Linked DNA regions of Oryctolagus cuniculus: region 2 is linked to region 1. Evidence: chromatin contacts called from public Micro-C data. All regions are on one chromosome and are shown on one strand. Each heading gives the region's core, a stretch centred on a gene start, on an enhancer-like site or on the middle of the called end of the contact. The rest is flanking DNA. Distances are from core to core; before and after follow the strand shown. Region 1 holds the start of UST (uronyl 2-sulfotransferase). Region 2 has its middle 170 kb from the start of UST.

Region 1 (6,765 bases), core at 582-3,081:
AGCTTCTGGGGAAAAAATTACCTGATTTTACAGAGAAAGGCTAATGCGCACCAACACCACTCACCTCCCCAAGCCAGTCAGTAATGATGGCTGTGGGCGGGGACAATCAGTCCTCTTCCTGACAGCAGTAGGTGACTGCGAAATGCCAAAATGTGGAACTTGCAGAAAAAAAAGAGATTTGAGTCCCTAATAAAAAGGCATATTATATCTCCAATGCTCTATGAAACCAGGTGCTAAGCATTAATACTTTGGAAAGCTACTCGGGCAGTATTTCCCTTTACTTTTCCCTAACTCATCTTGCAAAACCATGGCGTCCCACCATTTTTGCTGATATAAAAGTTGTAACTTCCAATCTGAGCTCCTCTACATGGGAAAAACTGTGCTTTCTCTGTGTTATTTCCAAACGCCCTCACACGTTTGTCACTTCGCAGGCGCGCGCGTGTGTGAGTGTGTGTGTGTGTGTGTGCGCGCGCGCGGGCTTGCTTTCCTGCCAAACGCTCTGTTCTCTAGACCCGTGGCTTCGGCGATGGCGAAGGCACACCTGGGGTCACAGCGGCGGCCTCCAGCCAGCCCATCCCGTTTCGGCGCTCGCTGTCCCGGTGCAGGTGCCGGATGCCGCTCGCGTTTGTCATCTACGAGGTTTGCAGCAGACTGGGGCTCTGCGCGGCTCTCCTGGCACCGCGTCTTCTGGCCACAAATCTGAGTGCTCTGCAAACTCGTCCCCGGGACCTGGCGTGCGCTCCCCGGGCCCAGGACGAGGGAGGCGCCATTCCTGCCTACTCGCTGAGCGACTCTGGTCTCCACCGCCGCGACCCCTCCCTTCCCTCTTCTTAAGACAGGAGGTCTCGCTCCCAAACCGCCACCAACCAACAACAAAAGTTCTCACTCGAGACGCACACAGCACGGCGCGCAGTCGGGTCACAGGCGGCGACCCTGCTGGCCTCGCTGATCCACACGCCCCCGGACGGCCCCAGTCCCAGGGGCTCAGCTCGCTCGGACACGCTCGCTGCGGAAGGCGAGGTGAGCAGGGGCTGTCAAGGGCCAGGCCAAGGAGCGGGACGGACCAGACCGAGGGCTACACCCACCCGCACACTGTGGAGCGCGGGACCCGACGCGATGGTGGTCCCCAACGCTGTCATGGAACGGACTGTCTCCCCCATGCTTGCTCCCGCATCGCCGGGCCTGAATACACACAACCACGCACGCATCCATCCTGCCCCAGTGCGGGGCGGGCGGGGGCAGGTGGACGGCGCCCCACCCGGGGTATCTGCCGGGTCCCCGCAACCCGCCGGCGCTGAAGGTGGCGGGTGTCACATCTGGGCAGCCTCAGAGCGGCGGCGGGCTGGGGGGCCGCTCGAGAGGTCCCCGGCGCGCCCCCTTACCCCGGGACACAACTTTGCGCGGCCGCCGCCCGCCGCGCGTCCTTACCCAAATACTGCCGCAGGTCGAGCAGGAATCGAGGGGGTCCCCCGCTGAGCTGGTAGAAGAGGGAGCCCAAGCAGAAGACCAGCAGCGTGGCCATGCAGAAGCCGTAGTCCCGGAGGGAGAAGCGCAGGAAAGGTAGCAGGGGGACCCGGCGCTTCCAGCTGCCCAGGCCCGGGGGGGCGCCCCCAAGAGGGGCCCCATGGGGCCAGGGATCCGCGCCGCCGCCGGGATGCTGCTGCTGCTGCGGCTGCGGCTGCTGCTTCTTCTTCATCGCCTGCTCCGCCGCCTCGCACAGCCGGCCCGGGCCAGGAAAAGGTCACCCATCCGCCGCCTGCAGAAGAGCCCGGCCGGCCGGCCGCGCATGGGGAGGGCCGCGCCGCGCCGCGGGCAGCCGGGTGGGGGTGGGGCGGGGCCGAAGTTGCCGGGCTCAGGAGACTTTCCTCGGCATGGTCCCCGCCGCCCGCCGCGGCCCGAGCGCCTGAGCTGCCCGGCCTCGGCTGCGGGCGCCGCCCGCGTCCGTCCCGCGCGCGCGCGCTCAGCGGCTCGGCGCCCCGTGCCCCGCCGCGCCTCGGGCTCGCTCGCGGCCGCCGGGGCTCGCCTTCAGCGCCAGCGTGGACCCCCGGCTTTGTGTGCGCGTGTGTGTGTGCGCGCGCGTCTGTGGGTCTCGGCGTGTTTTGTCCCGGCTCAGGCTCCTCTGAGGGACGGCAGGGAGGAACGGGAGGCGGACACCGTCCGCTCGCTCCACCTCCTGGACAGGGGTTTTCCTCCTCCGCCTCCTCCCCTTTCTCCCTCCGGCGCGGCGCCGCCGCCTCGACCCGCTCTCCCGCCCGCGCCGCGCGGTCCCCGGGGCGCGCTCGGTGTCACGTTACCGCGGCTGCGGGGGCCGGGGGCGGCGCGTCTCCGCCGCCGCGAGGAAGAAAGTTTCTGGGTGTGTTTTGTGTGTGCGTGCCTTCCCCCTTTCTCCAACCATCTGGCCTCGGTTCCTGCATCGCCAGCGACCTCTTGGGGCCCGCCGGCTTCCCTCTCCTAAAAACTGGACGGCAGGGAGGAGCGCCACGGAGCTCGCCGCTCTGTGCGCGCTCTGCGCTCCGAAACTTGTCCCTTGGACCTGCTTCCCAGAGGCCGCCGCGCCCTGCTGGCGTCTCGGTTCAAGACTTGGCTGTGTGACTTTGCAGAGAGCGCCGGTGGGGGGAGTTAGAAACTAAACGTGTCCCCCACCCCACCCCGTGGGGGGGGGGGGCGGCTCGGCGCCCCGGCCCCCTGGGAGAGAGAGGCCGAGAGGACCCTGTCTCCCTGCGCTCCCGCAGCTGCGCCCCGCCGCGCACGGAGAGGGCCCGCAGCGGTCGCCAAGGGGAAAGGGCAGGTCCCCTTCCGCACCTCCTTCCCCGGCCGCCTGGGTCGCCACTAGGAAGGCTCGGGGCGGGACGGAACCTGGGGCACCACAGCTGGTGCTTGGCCAGGCTCTCTGACGAACAGCTGGTTACCAATGTATCTGCAGAAGCTGTGCCACCTGGGGCGCCTGTGCCTTGCCCCAGGGTCCCAGAGCCAGGAGGAGTGGGGTTGGGAGCCGCGCTCAAATCTCTGACCCTCAAGCCCACGCAGCCGGGCCCTTTTCCTGGTCGTTGGCGTGGGGATGGCCCTTAGTGAGGGGCCATACTGAGACCCTAAACCTCGTTTGTGGAGCTTCTCTTCCCGGGCTCCCTTCTCATTCTCTGTGTTCCCGTAACACAAGATTAAAGGGAGAATCAGGAGCCGACAATTTCTGTGATTCCAAGCCTGCTCCGGAAAACCCTTACAGGGAGTAGGAAGAGATTACGATTTGAGAAAAGTACTCTGTGGTTTAATCTACAGATGAGTATCTCCCGTGCATGACTTGAAACCTGGGTGAAAGGACACCAAGTTCAAGAGCTGAAGCGAGTTACAGGTGAGCAGGTTACTTGAGATGTTACATTGTTCTGACCCACTTTCTAAGGGAAAAGGCTGCTGCGTGGGGGGCCCCTTGGTTCTGTTGCAAGAACTCCCAAATGGAGTGCTAATGGTGCGTCCCACATTTATCCCCTGAATCAGGGAGTATCTGGGTTAATATGCCTATTTCAGGAATGTGAATGCCAATCATCCGTCATTGCCCATTAGTTTCATGGGTAGCCCTGGATAGATGCCTGTTCCCATTTTCTGAGTCTATGCAGAGGGACCAGGAGACCCGAGGGGCAAAGCCCTGTTTCACGTGTCAGAGAGCACCTGGGACCCACAAGGACCAGGCCCTAAGGCCTGACCCAGTAATCTGAACACTGGCTGGATGCACAATACTGCACAAAACCCGCTGTCTCCCCAGGCCTGCTCTCACTGCCCACGCCTGGGATGGGGGAACCTTCCAATTCTTTCTCCTAAGGAGAGGAATCTGAGAAGCAGGGAGAAAGGAAGCAGCCATGTGACAAAGGAAGTAAATGTGGGGAGAAACGTTGAAGCAGAAACTGAAAAAGTTAAGAGGGGAGGACAAGGGGGCACCGTCCACCTTAAAAGAGTGGGTCAAGGACAGGAATTTTAGAGGGAAAAAAAGGGTCAGTGTTTAGAAGGCTGCGTGACTGGCCTGGCTGCCTAAAAACCCCAGAAGGAAAAGCCAAACCATCAAGACAGACAGCTGCACGTGGGAAAATGCCCTGTGCCTTACCCCAACAAAAGCTTGGACGTTTGGATAGAACTGTGTCCTCTGATGTCCCATAAATGTCCCTCCAAGTAATTGTTTAAATGCTTGTACTAATGAATGGTATCTTTATTTGAACCATGTAGTAGATCTACTAAGTATAGGACTTTATGAACAGCTTGTATTATTAGGTTTAAACTTTAATGAACCAGTACTTCATGCAACACCCAGAGCTCCACCCTCTAGGCTTCTCAATTGCTTCTCTTTCCAGTGACTTTTTAAAATATTGATTCTTTATTTATTTGATAGAGCAATATAGAGAAAGAGAGAGATTTTCTTTCCTTCTGCTGGTTCTCTCCCCAAATGTCCACTCCAGCCAGGGATGCCAGGAGCCCAAAATTCAATCCAGGTCTCCACTGTGGTGGCAGGAACTCAAGCACTGGAGCCATCATCTGCTGCTTTCCAGGGGCATCAGCAGGGAGTTCAGTTGAATTCAGGGTAGCTGGGACTCAAAGGGGCACTCAAAGGATGCGGGCATCCCGAGTAGCTTATCACACGGTACCACAATACTGGCCCCTCCAGCATCTTCTCATTTCTGCCCCCTGGGCCACCCACTCTGGTCCTTGGTGACTCGCTTGAATTTATCCTCACTGTCAACCTTCTCCACAATCTCTCTCTCTCTTTTAGAATGTATTTGACAGGCAGATGAACAGAGCTCTCTCCCATCCACTGATTCACTTCCCCGAATGCCTGCTACAGCCAGGGCTGGGCCAGGCCAAAGCCAGGAGCCCAGAACTCAAACCAGGTCTCCCAGGCAGGTTGCAGAAACCCAAGTACCGCTGCCTCTGCAGGAAGCTAGAATTGGGGATGAAACTGAGACCTGAACCCAGGCTCTCTGACACGGGATGTAGGGGTCCCAAGTGGTGTCTTTACCACCAGGCCAAACACTGGTCCCCAAAACCACTGTGGCCTCCAGCCATCACCCCTCCTATCCCTCCACCCAGGATCTCTGGTGGGCACACTCCAGGGCTTTTTGCATCTTTCCAAGGACCTTGAACTCCTTTATTCTTTACCCCCTCATGTGTTTAATTTCTTCCTGGCCCAGTGTTCTTCCTGATCCCTTGTTACGATCACTTTCTTGCATTCCCTTGTGTTTCTCATTGTCTATCCCACAGCACTTGCCTGGAGAAACCCAGGCTTGGTTAATCCCAACTGTGCAACTGGATTGGGTCAAAGGAAAGCGCACGGCTCTGCTCGCTGGCTTCTCTGGAGAGCGTAACTCTCCAGTGGATGCTCACTCACTGCTGCCCAGGAGTCCCACTCCCACGGCTTCTCTCTCCTCCAACCTCCCGTCTCCACTCTTCACTTCCACGCCTTCAGTCTCAGCTGATGACCTTGCCCTGCACTTCACTGAAAAATAGAAGCGGCAAGACAGGAGCTCACTCACTTCCCCGCCAGGCTGTGCCCACACTCTCTGCCATTCCTCCCGTCTCCATGAGGTCCTGCTTTGGTGAATGCCAAGTCTGTCACTGACTCTGTTTCCCACACCAACACCAACACCAACCTCACACCCAAGGCTGCTCCCTGCCTAGCCTGCTGCATCTCCACAAGCAACAGTATTATCTAGTCTCTTGGGCCCCAATCCCAGAACTCTCCCTTTCTCCTTCCTTCACTCCTATAGCTAGACCATCTGGAAATTCTTTATGCGCTACCTTCAAAAACAGTAACTAGGGCCAGCATTGTGGCATAGCGGGTAAAGCTACTGCCTGCGATGCCAGCATTCCATATGGGTACCGGTTCAAGTCTCAGCTGCTCTACTTATGATCCAGCTCCCTGCTAATCTGCCTGGGAAAGCAGTGGAGGATGGCCCAAGTGCTTGAGTCTTAGCACTCATGTGGGAGACTCGGAGAAAGCTCCCGGCTCCTGGCTTCAGTCTAGCTCTGCCCTGACTGTTGAGGCCACTTGGAGAGTGAACTAGCAGATGGAAGATATTTCTCTCTCTTTCTCTCTGTGTTTGTGTGTGTGTGTGTGTGTTTGTCCCCCTCTGCCAAATAAATAAATAAATATATTTTTTAAAAATGTCAGAATCTTAGCTCTTAGCTCTTTTGCCACCACCCTGATCCACACCACCATCATTTCTCATTTGGATTGTTATATCAGCTTCCTTTATCAGTGATGTTCAGGTTTAGCTATTCATAGTAGAAAAAAAAAAAAAAGACAGTGGATTAAACAAAAGAGAATGTTATTTCTCTCTCATATGAAACAAGTCCTATAATCGGCAGCCCAGAGTTGCTGTGGTGTCTCCGTGGTATCATCAGGGACCTGGATGAGTTTTCTTTCTATCTTATCATGCAGCTTCTATTTTAAAGGTCTCCCACTGAAGCACAGTTGCTGCTGGAGCTCCAGCCATTATTTTTATGTTCCAGACTAGCAGCATGAAGAAGCAAGAGAGAAAAGCCCTCTTCCTAACAGAGTCAGTTCTTTTTAAGCAGTTTCCCAAAAGTGCTAGAACTCTTTCTAACAGCCAGAACTAACTCACAGAGCTGTGTCTAGTTTTAAGGGCAGAGTGCTAGGGATCTACATTTCATGTGGGCACATTTCTTGAAAAAAACAAAGTCATTGTTCTATCACCAAAGAAAGAAAGGGTAGATGAGCAGCAAGGGCACCAGCAGTCTGTCATTCCTCCTAGCTGGTCTCCA
Region 2 (7,295 bases), core at 3,196-5,695, 170 kb after region 1:
GCCATTGCGGCCATCTGGGGAGTGAACCATTGGATGGAAGACTTCTCTCTCTGCCTCTCCTCTCTGTGTAACTCTGTCTTTCAGATAAATAAATAAATCTTTTAAGAAAAAAATTAAAATCCCCAGCATCGTAGGGGGCTGAGCACAGATCTGCTTTGGAGACCTCAAACCCTGTAACTGGAGAGTCCGGACTTGTGGTTTAGATTTTACCTGGAGTGATGAGAGCAAGGACACATGGAGTCTGGGATATGGTCACCAGCAGTGACACTGTAGCAACAGAAGACAAGGTGACGGGACACTAGGGATGGGCTTCTCTGGCCTTAACCCTCAGCTGTTCAGACAGGCCTCTGAATTCAGCAGATCCGGCCAACCTCCAGCAGTGTCTTGCATGGGCATCTTGGAGACAGTGACAGGATGCATTGGAATTTGGATGCAAGGGGGCTGAAGCCATCTAGTTCTGCAGAAAAAGAGTATACCTCCCCTTGGGGAAAGCAGACCCAATTAGTTGCTTTCCGAGATGAAATGAACTCGGAGCTGTTAGTGATCTGTGCTTCTATGACTGCCATTCCTTTGAATGACGCATGCAAGGCAGCTGCAGAACAGATGGGAGAAAGCCAGATGTCTTTGGACAGAATCTCTATCAATTTGTGGTACTTTTCAAGCACGGTTTTGGGTTGACTTATTAGGAATTGATTTGATAAATGTAAGTGTAAATAACTATTTATGGTTGATTTATTAGGAAGAAATGAGATGCTTTGCAGGTTTGGGGTGATGTTTGGACCTCTTCGCCAGGTCTCTGGTTCTGAGCTCAGAATGCCTTGGCCCAGGGCACCACGGACAGGGCTCCGGTCCGTCAGGAAGGGTGTTGACCACAGGAAGAGGCTGAACTTCAGATGCTGGGACTCAGACAGGCAGAGAAGAAAGGATGGGGTGAGGATAGGAGGCTGGAAAGAAATTGAAGCCAAGACGAACATTGGAATCCGCATGGAATATTCCAGAGACACTGAAGAGACAGGCACATCTGACTGGGCCACGGCATGGCAGTGTCCCAGGGAGCCATGAGGTCTCCTCTCAGGATTTATGTATGATTTCCTGAAAGAGCCAACAGGACCGATGAGGCTTTCCTGTGAGTGGAGGCACAGAGCCAGGTGGAGTTCAAGTTCAGCCAGACCCCTGAGTTGAGAATCTCCCTTCTCCTAAAGCCCGCTGTTCACTCCACCGACACCGAATCTCTGTTAGCAAGACAGCTGCAGCGTCACCTCTCGCTTTTCCCGTCTTGAGTGCCGCTGATCCAGGCAGGCTTGTTGTTCGCGAACGTTCTGTAACCTCAGGTGGAAAATGGCATCCTGGCTCCACAGTGGCTTTCAAGCGCCCAGCTTTGCCTAACTTCTGATTTTCCTCCCTGGCAGGTGGGATCGCATTTCTCGACTCAAAGTGCACATGGCTGTCCTCGCACTCTCATCCCAGGGCGGGCAGCAGAAGAGTCTAGAAGCGAGGGAACTGGGTCCTGTGCCAACCCCAGCTGCAAAGGAAGCTGGTGAGGGGATCCAGAAGACGTCAGTTGCCAGGACGAATGTGGGGGCCAGTGATCCTTGCTCCAGGGCTGGGAAGAGTGTGGCCAAAAAACAAAACAACAGATGCTGCCATCAAACAGCAGAGGGTGGCTCTGAACAAAGGTGGCTGGGCACTTGGGGCTTTTGTTTCCGTTCCCATGGGTGAGGCTGAGTGGTGAAGGGACTTCCCCAGAGTCGCAGAACAAGCACAGAGCCAGAGCGTGCCCTCCCCTGGGGTGGGGGTGGGGCACCATCACCTGCACAGCCATCTTCACACAATTAACCAAGCGATGAGTGCTCAACACAAATCACAAGGCCCCAGGGACACCCTCCCCAAGGACCCTGTAGTTTTTTTTTTTTTTCTTTAAAATTTTATTTATTTGAAAGGCAGAGTTATAGAAAGGGAGAGAAAGAGAGAGGTCTTCCATTCTCTGGTCCGCTCCCTAAATGGCTGCAATGGCCAGAGCTGGGCCAGACTGAAGCCAGGAGCTTCTTCCAGGTCTCCCACTAGGTGCAGGGCCCCAAGCACTTGAGCCTCCTCTGCTACCTTCCCAGGCACATTAGCAGGGAGCTGAACTGGAAGTGGAGCAGCCGGGATTGAGCAGGGGCGCATTCAGGATGCCGGTGCTGCAGCTGGTGGCTTCACCAGCTAAGCCACAGCGCTGGCAACCTTGTAGTTCTTAACTAATTATCAGAAGAACCTGTGAGGTCTGCACTGTGGCACAGCAGGTTAAGCCACCCATATGGGAGACCAGATAGAGTTCCAGGCTCCTGGTTAAGGTCTGGAGGGGAGTGAACCAGCAGATGGAAGATCTCTCTTTCCGTCTCTCCCTCTTCCCCTATAACTCTGCCTTTCAAATAAACATTTGAAAAGAAGAACTTGGGGGCTGGGGGAAAACAAAAACCAAAAACTCCCAAATGCCTAGGCTGATTTAGAGTTGGTCTGGGGTGGGGCGTGGGCAGCCTCTCTTTGAAGGGCTTCCCAGGAGTGATGGTGTTTCTGATGAGTCAGCTTGGCTGCTGCCCCCAGCCATTCAATCACACTAACCAGGGGTGGCTGTGGGGTGTTTTACAGATGGAATTAAAGTCCATCAGCTGACTTAAGTAAGGGATCTTAGCCGATCTGCGTGGACCGTGTTCGATCCTTTGAAAGGCCAACACCAGGATTTTCTGATGAGCACACCATCCTGTGGACAGCAGCTTCCCGGGTTCAGGAGTTCCAGCCTGCAGGTTTCACACTGGCCTGGCCACCCCCCACCCCACACACACACACAATGGCATAAGCCATAAGGATACCCCAGCTGATGTTAATAGGTAGTTCAGGCTGAGAACAAGGGGATTTTTCAGCTGTGGTGAAAGCCAAACGGCATTAGAATAAAATAACTCAACGGGAGACCTCACGCCTGTGAGCTGTGTGGCCGCGCCCCCACCCACAGCGGTAAAATAGGAGCCGGTGTGGGTGCTCCGGTGCCTGGGGAAGCCACGACCTGTCAGGCCTAAGTTCAGCGCACACCTGGATGGAACGGGGTCCTTGTGGCGTGTGCTCTCCTGGGCCAGGAGCCGTGGAATGAGAAACAGCAAACCAGCCTGGCCTTCCACCTCACTGCCCCCCATCTGTTATGGGCACAGCAGCACTTGTCTCCCCCAAACCCAGGCAGATGTACAAACCCCGAGGTCTTAATTGTTGATGGGCTCAGCGGAGATTGGATCTACCTGTGGCAACTGGGAGGTGGGGCCGTGGCAGGGGGTGGGCCCCGGAGCGTGGCTCCGGCACAGGATTCGGTCCGTTTCAGTTCGGTTCCGCCCAGCTTCTCTCTCCTCCTCCCAGTTCACCACGTGGAGGAGCCCCAGCACCTGCCACGACCAGCCTCCACAGGCGCTAACTCCAGGGCAGCCCGACCCGGACCTGGGACCTCCAAACTGTAAGCTGAAACACTCTGTCTTTCCAAGGAGCTCCTCTCGGGTGTTTTTTAAGTAAGGAAAAGTGGACTAATGGAATTTCTAAGGTTGAGCACCCTGTTTTAGGGTCCCCCTAAACAGTCTCCCCCCCAACTTGCTCTTACTGGACACCCCCCGGCAACTTGGTCCTACAACAGGGGGGAGTGCACCTGCTCACTTTCAGACACACAGACACTGCACCCCACCAGGCGCAGGCAGCAGGGCCGGGTCCCCCAGCTCTGCTCATTAAAGGAGTGGAGTGGAGTGGAGTGGGGTGGGGTGGGGGTGGGGGGCCAGTGGCTCCACGATGTGAATGAGCACGGACCGTCCTTCAGGGCAGCGGAGCGTCGTGCAGGTCCCGCTTTGCTCCCCGCCGGGGCCTTTGGTGTCGTGGCTGGTGGCTGGTGGCTGGTAGCTGGCTCCAGCAGCACAGCGCCCTGTGGACCCTGTCCTCGTCGCCCGTGGTGGCCTTCGGCCTGGCGGAGCAGCGCTCTCTGGTGGCCGCACGCCGCAGCAACAGCTCGCTCTCTGCGAGTCTCGGTTCCGCGTGGCTCGGATTTCCTTCTAAGCCACGGGTGCTCACGGACTCCAGCTACGGCTTTGAGGAGCCAAGGGGACCCGCCGCTTCTCTGCGGCTAGCGCTGCTCCTGACACCTCTCTGGGTCTCTGTCTCCTACGAAACGGAAAGGAGTAACGACAGAGCCTCTCCCCCAGAGTTAACATTTAGGATTCAAAAGCTTGTGCCCCGGGGCGTTCATTGAACAAACCTTAGATGTCACATAGAGAGGTTTCCAGTTGATCAAAGAGCAAATCTGCGCACTGCTAGATCTTAGATTGCACCTGGAGGAGACAGATAACAAGCGATGAATCCCACACGCTTTTCTGCTGTGGCTTGATTCCAGAGCCCAGATCCTAAACCCAGCACAATGACTGCAGAATACAGAAAGAGAGAGAGATGGCGCTTCAGAGACCTAGAGAGAGGAATAGGCAGCCGCTGGCACGGCAGCTTGGCACGTACTTTATCCTTAGCTGAAAGCACTCGATTTCCTCTTAAATGGTAGATGTCTGGGTTGCCTACTTTTGCTCTAAGCTGACCGGCGAGAGACCATCACCAGGGCGATGAGAAGCCTCTGGGTGGAGCCTGAGGTTCGCGAACAGGCAGAGGGTGGGGAGGAAGTGGAGGCTGCCAAGGACACTAAGTGGCAGCAGCTGTGGAGGGGGCGGGCCCCGTGGGGTGGGGTGGAGGCTCAGCAGGGCGAGCCGTGGCGGGTGGGCGGCGGGTCCAAGGCCAGGGGAGGGCGGAGGCAGACAGGTCTGCGCGCCAGGTGGGAGTCTCGCTGGCGTGTCAGTTCCTTGTTGGCAGCCAGGGGGCAGTCGGCTGGGGAACAGACAGCCCACAGGGAAGAAGGGGCAGTGGCCAGGAAACTTCCAAGAAGTTTGGCTGTGAAAAGCCAGAGAGCGTGCGAGGATTTTTCTTGATGAAGGAAATGTGGTTGGAGAGAGGGATATTAAAAAAAGGAGAGCGAAGGCTGTTTGAGCTGGTGGGTCTCTGTTCGCAGGAGCAGGGAAAGGGGTGTTTCCGATGAAACCCTTGGAACCTCCCGCAGGGATCTGCATGGAGACTTCCCAGGCTCTGTGACCTTGGGCAGCTTCAATAAGGAAATCTCTCCAGATCGAAACGGTCCTAAAGTTGCTCTGCTGGTTCCCCCACCAACACGCCTTGCCCGGCTCTCCTCCATCACCATATCTCCAAACGTCGGGAAAATGGGCGCCAGTCAGGGGAACTTGAAACAAATGGTGTTATCACAACTTCTATAATCAGGGCACCAAATGGCATCCATCTGATGAGAGGCATTTCTGATAGCATTTAATTGTTGATCATTATTTATCAATATTCTAAGTTAGCTGTACGTTCAGAACTTGGTGGTAAAGATAACGACATCCAGAAATTTTTACAGATAGAACATAATGAGCCAAAGAAATTATATTTTAATTTACACATTTTTTCTTATATGGAAATATAATAGGCTGATCAAAAAGATAAAAACATAAATCATTGTGTTAGGGTAACGTGTGTGCAGGAATGGGATAGAGATAGATAGAATCTCCAGGAAAAAGGGAAACCAAGTCAAATATTTAAATTGCTTGCTCTTGGAGGTGTGGCCTAGCAGTTAAGATGCCACTGGAGACCCCTGCATCCAATATGGAGGTGTCTGGGTTGAGTTCCATCCAGATTATAGCTTCCTGCTATTGTGCACTCCAGGGTGGGGGTGGGGTGGAAGAAGGTGATTCAAGTATTTGGGTCACTGCCACCCAGGGTTGGGTTCTCGCCTTAGGGCTTCAACCTGGTCAGCCCCCCAGCCAAGGGGGTCATCTGGAGCATGAACCAGGAGATGGGAGATCTCTGTCTCTGCCCCTCAGATAAAGACATTTGTTAAAATACACTTCTAAATTGCTGCTTCTTGAGTGCTTTTAGTAGACAATGGTAGGGGTCAAACTGCTGTGCTCTTTATGGGCATATTATAAGTCTTCAAATATAATATGGGCATATTAGTCTTCAAAAAGTTAATTAAAAATACATATTATGGAAACATGGGGGCTGGCGCTGTGGCGCAGTAGGTTAATCCTCTGCCTGCAGCGCCGGCATCCCATATGGGCACCAGTTCTAGTCCCTGCTGCTCCTTTTCCAATCCAGCTCTCTGCTTTGGCCTGGGAAAGCAGTGTAAGATGGCCCAAATCCTTGGGCCCCGCACCTGCTTGGGAGAATGGGAAGAAGCACCTGGCTCCAGGCTTCGGATTGGCTTAGCTCCAGCTGTTGCAGCCATTTGGGGAGTGACCCAACAGAAGAAAGACCTTTCTCTCTCTTTCTATGTCTCAATGTCTGTAACTCTACCTCTCAAATAAAAAATCTTTAAAAATCATTATGAATGGGTTTTGAACTTTTCTAACCCAAAATAAGCATCTTTCAATTCTATTTTCCACAAACATTTTGAAGTACCCTTGATTTTGAAAAGTAATACTGCAGTTTTATTTTGAAATGCAAGTTTTTATAGGAAGGTAGAAATGTCCAATTTTGCAACTCTTTAAACTTACACATAACTTTCAGATGGCAACTTTTTTTTTTTAATTAAAGATTTTATTTCAAAGGCAAAGTTAGAGAATGCTTCCATCTTCTGGTTCACTCCTCATATGGCTGCAACAGCCAGGACTGGGCCAGACTGAAGCCAGGAGCCAGGAGTTTCCTGTAGGTTTCCCATGTGGGTGCAGGGGCCCAAGCACTTGGGCTGTCTTCCACTGGTTTCCCATTAGCAGGGAGCTGGATCAGAAGTGGAGCAACAGAGACTCAAACTGGTACCCACATGGGATGCCAGCATTACAGATGGCAGCTTTACCTGCTATGCAATGCCGGCCTCTAGAGGGCAACTTTAAAAAATGCAAGAGAGTCCTTGGTTTGTGAATATTGTTTTAGGGCTATGTGAGCAAAGCTGGTGGCCGTGGCCTTAAAGAACAAAGGCAAAGCTGAACAAATGGGAAAGGACCGGAAGGCAGGGACTACTGGCTTCTGGCTTCAGCCCACCCCAGGCTGTTGCGGGCATTTGGGGAATAAACCAGTGGAAAACATCCAAGATGAAGACATATCTCTCTCTCTCTCTCTCTCTCTCTCTCTCTAAACATTTATTTGTTTGAAAGGCAGCAACAGAAAAGGAGATAGAGGGGTTCACTCCCCAAATAGCCACAACAGCCAGGGCAGGGTGAGGCCAAAGCTAGGAACCAGGAACTCCATCTGGGTCTTCCATGTGGTGG

What was found. Hi-C and Micro-C count contacts between places; a contact is called where the count stands out from the background.
Region 2: a Micro-C map of ear pinna shows a contact between it and region 1, with 4 times the contacts expected there. The contact joins the enhancer-like site here to the promoter of UST in region 1. A contact is called at or near these places in 3 of 6 Hi-C or Micro-C datasets (ear pinna, psoas muscle and an unstated tissue).

What each region holds. Positions count from the first base shown.
Region 1 is chr5:19,251,072-19,257,836 of mOryCun1.1, forward strand. It overlaps UST (uronyl 2-sulfotransferase), which reads right to left and starts at 1,832. Exons shown (of 8, transcript XM_051836817.2): 1 at 1,429-1,832. The coding sequence starts at 1,696.
Region 2 is chr5:19,415,301-19,422,595 of mOryCun1.1, forward strand. No RefSeq gene overlaps it. Among named protein-coding and RNA genes, the nearest start is that of UST, 170 kb to the left of the region's middle. Within about 2 kb of position 4,446, at least 2 of the 8 cell types and tissues checked have an H3K27ac peak or open chromatin away from gene starts, as enhancers often do. A contact at or near this core is called in ear pinna, where this site is marked.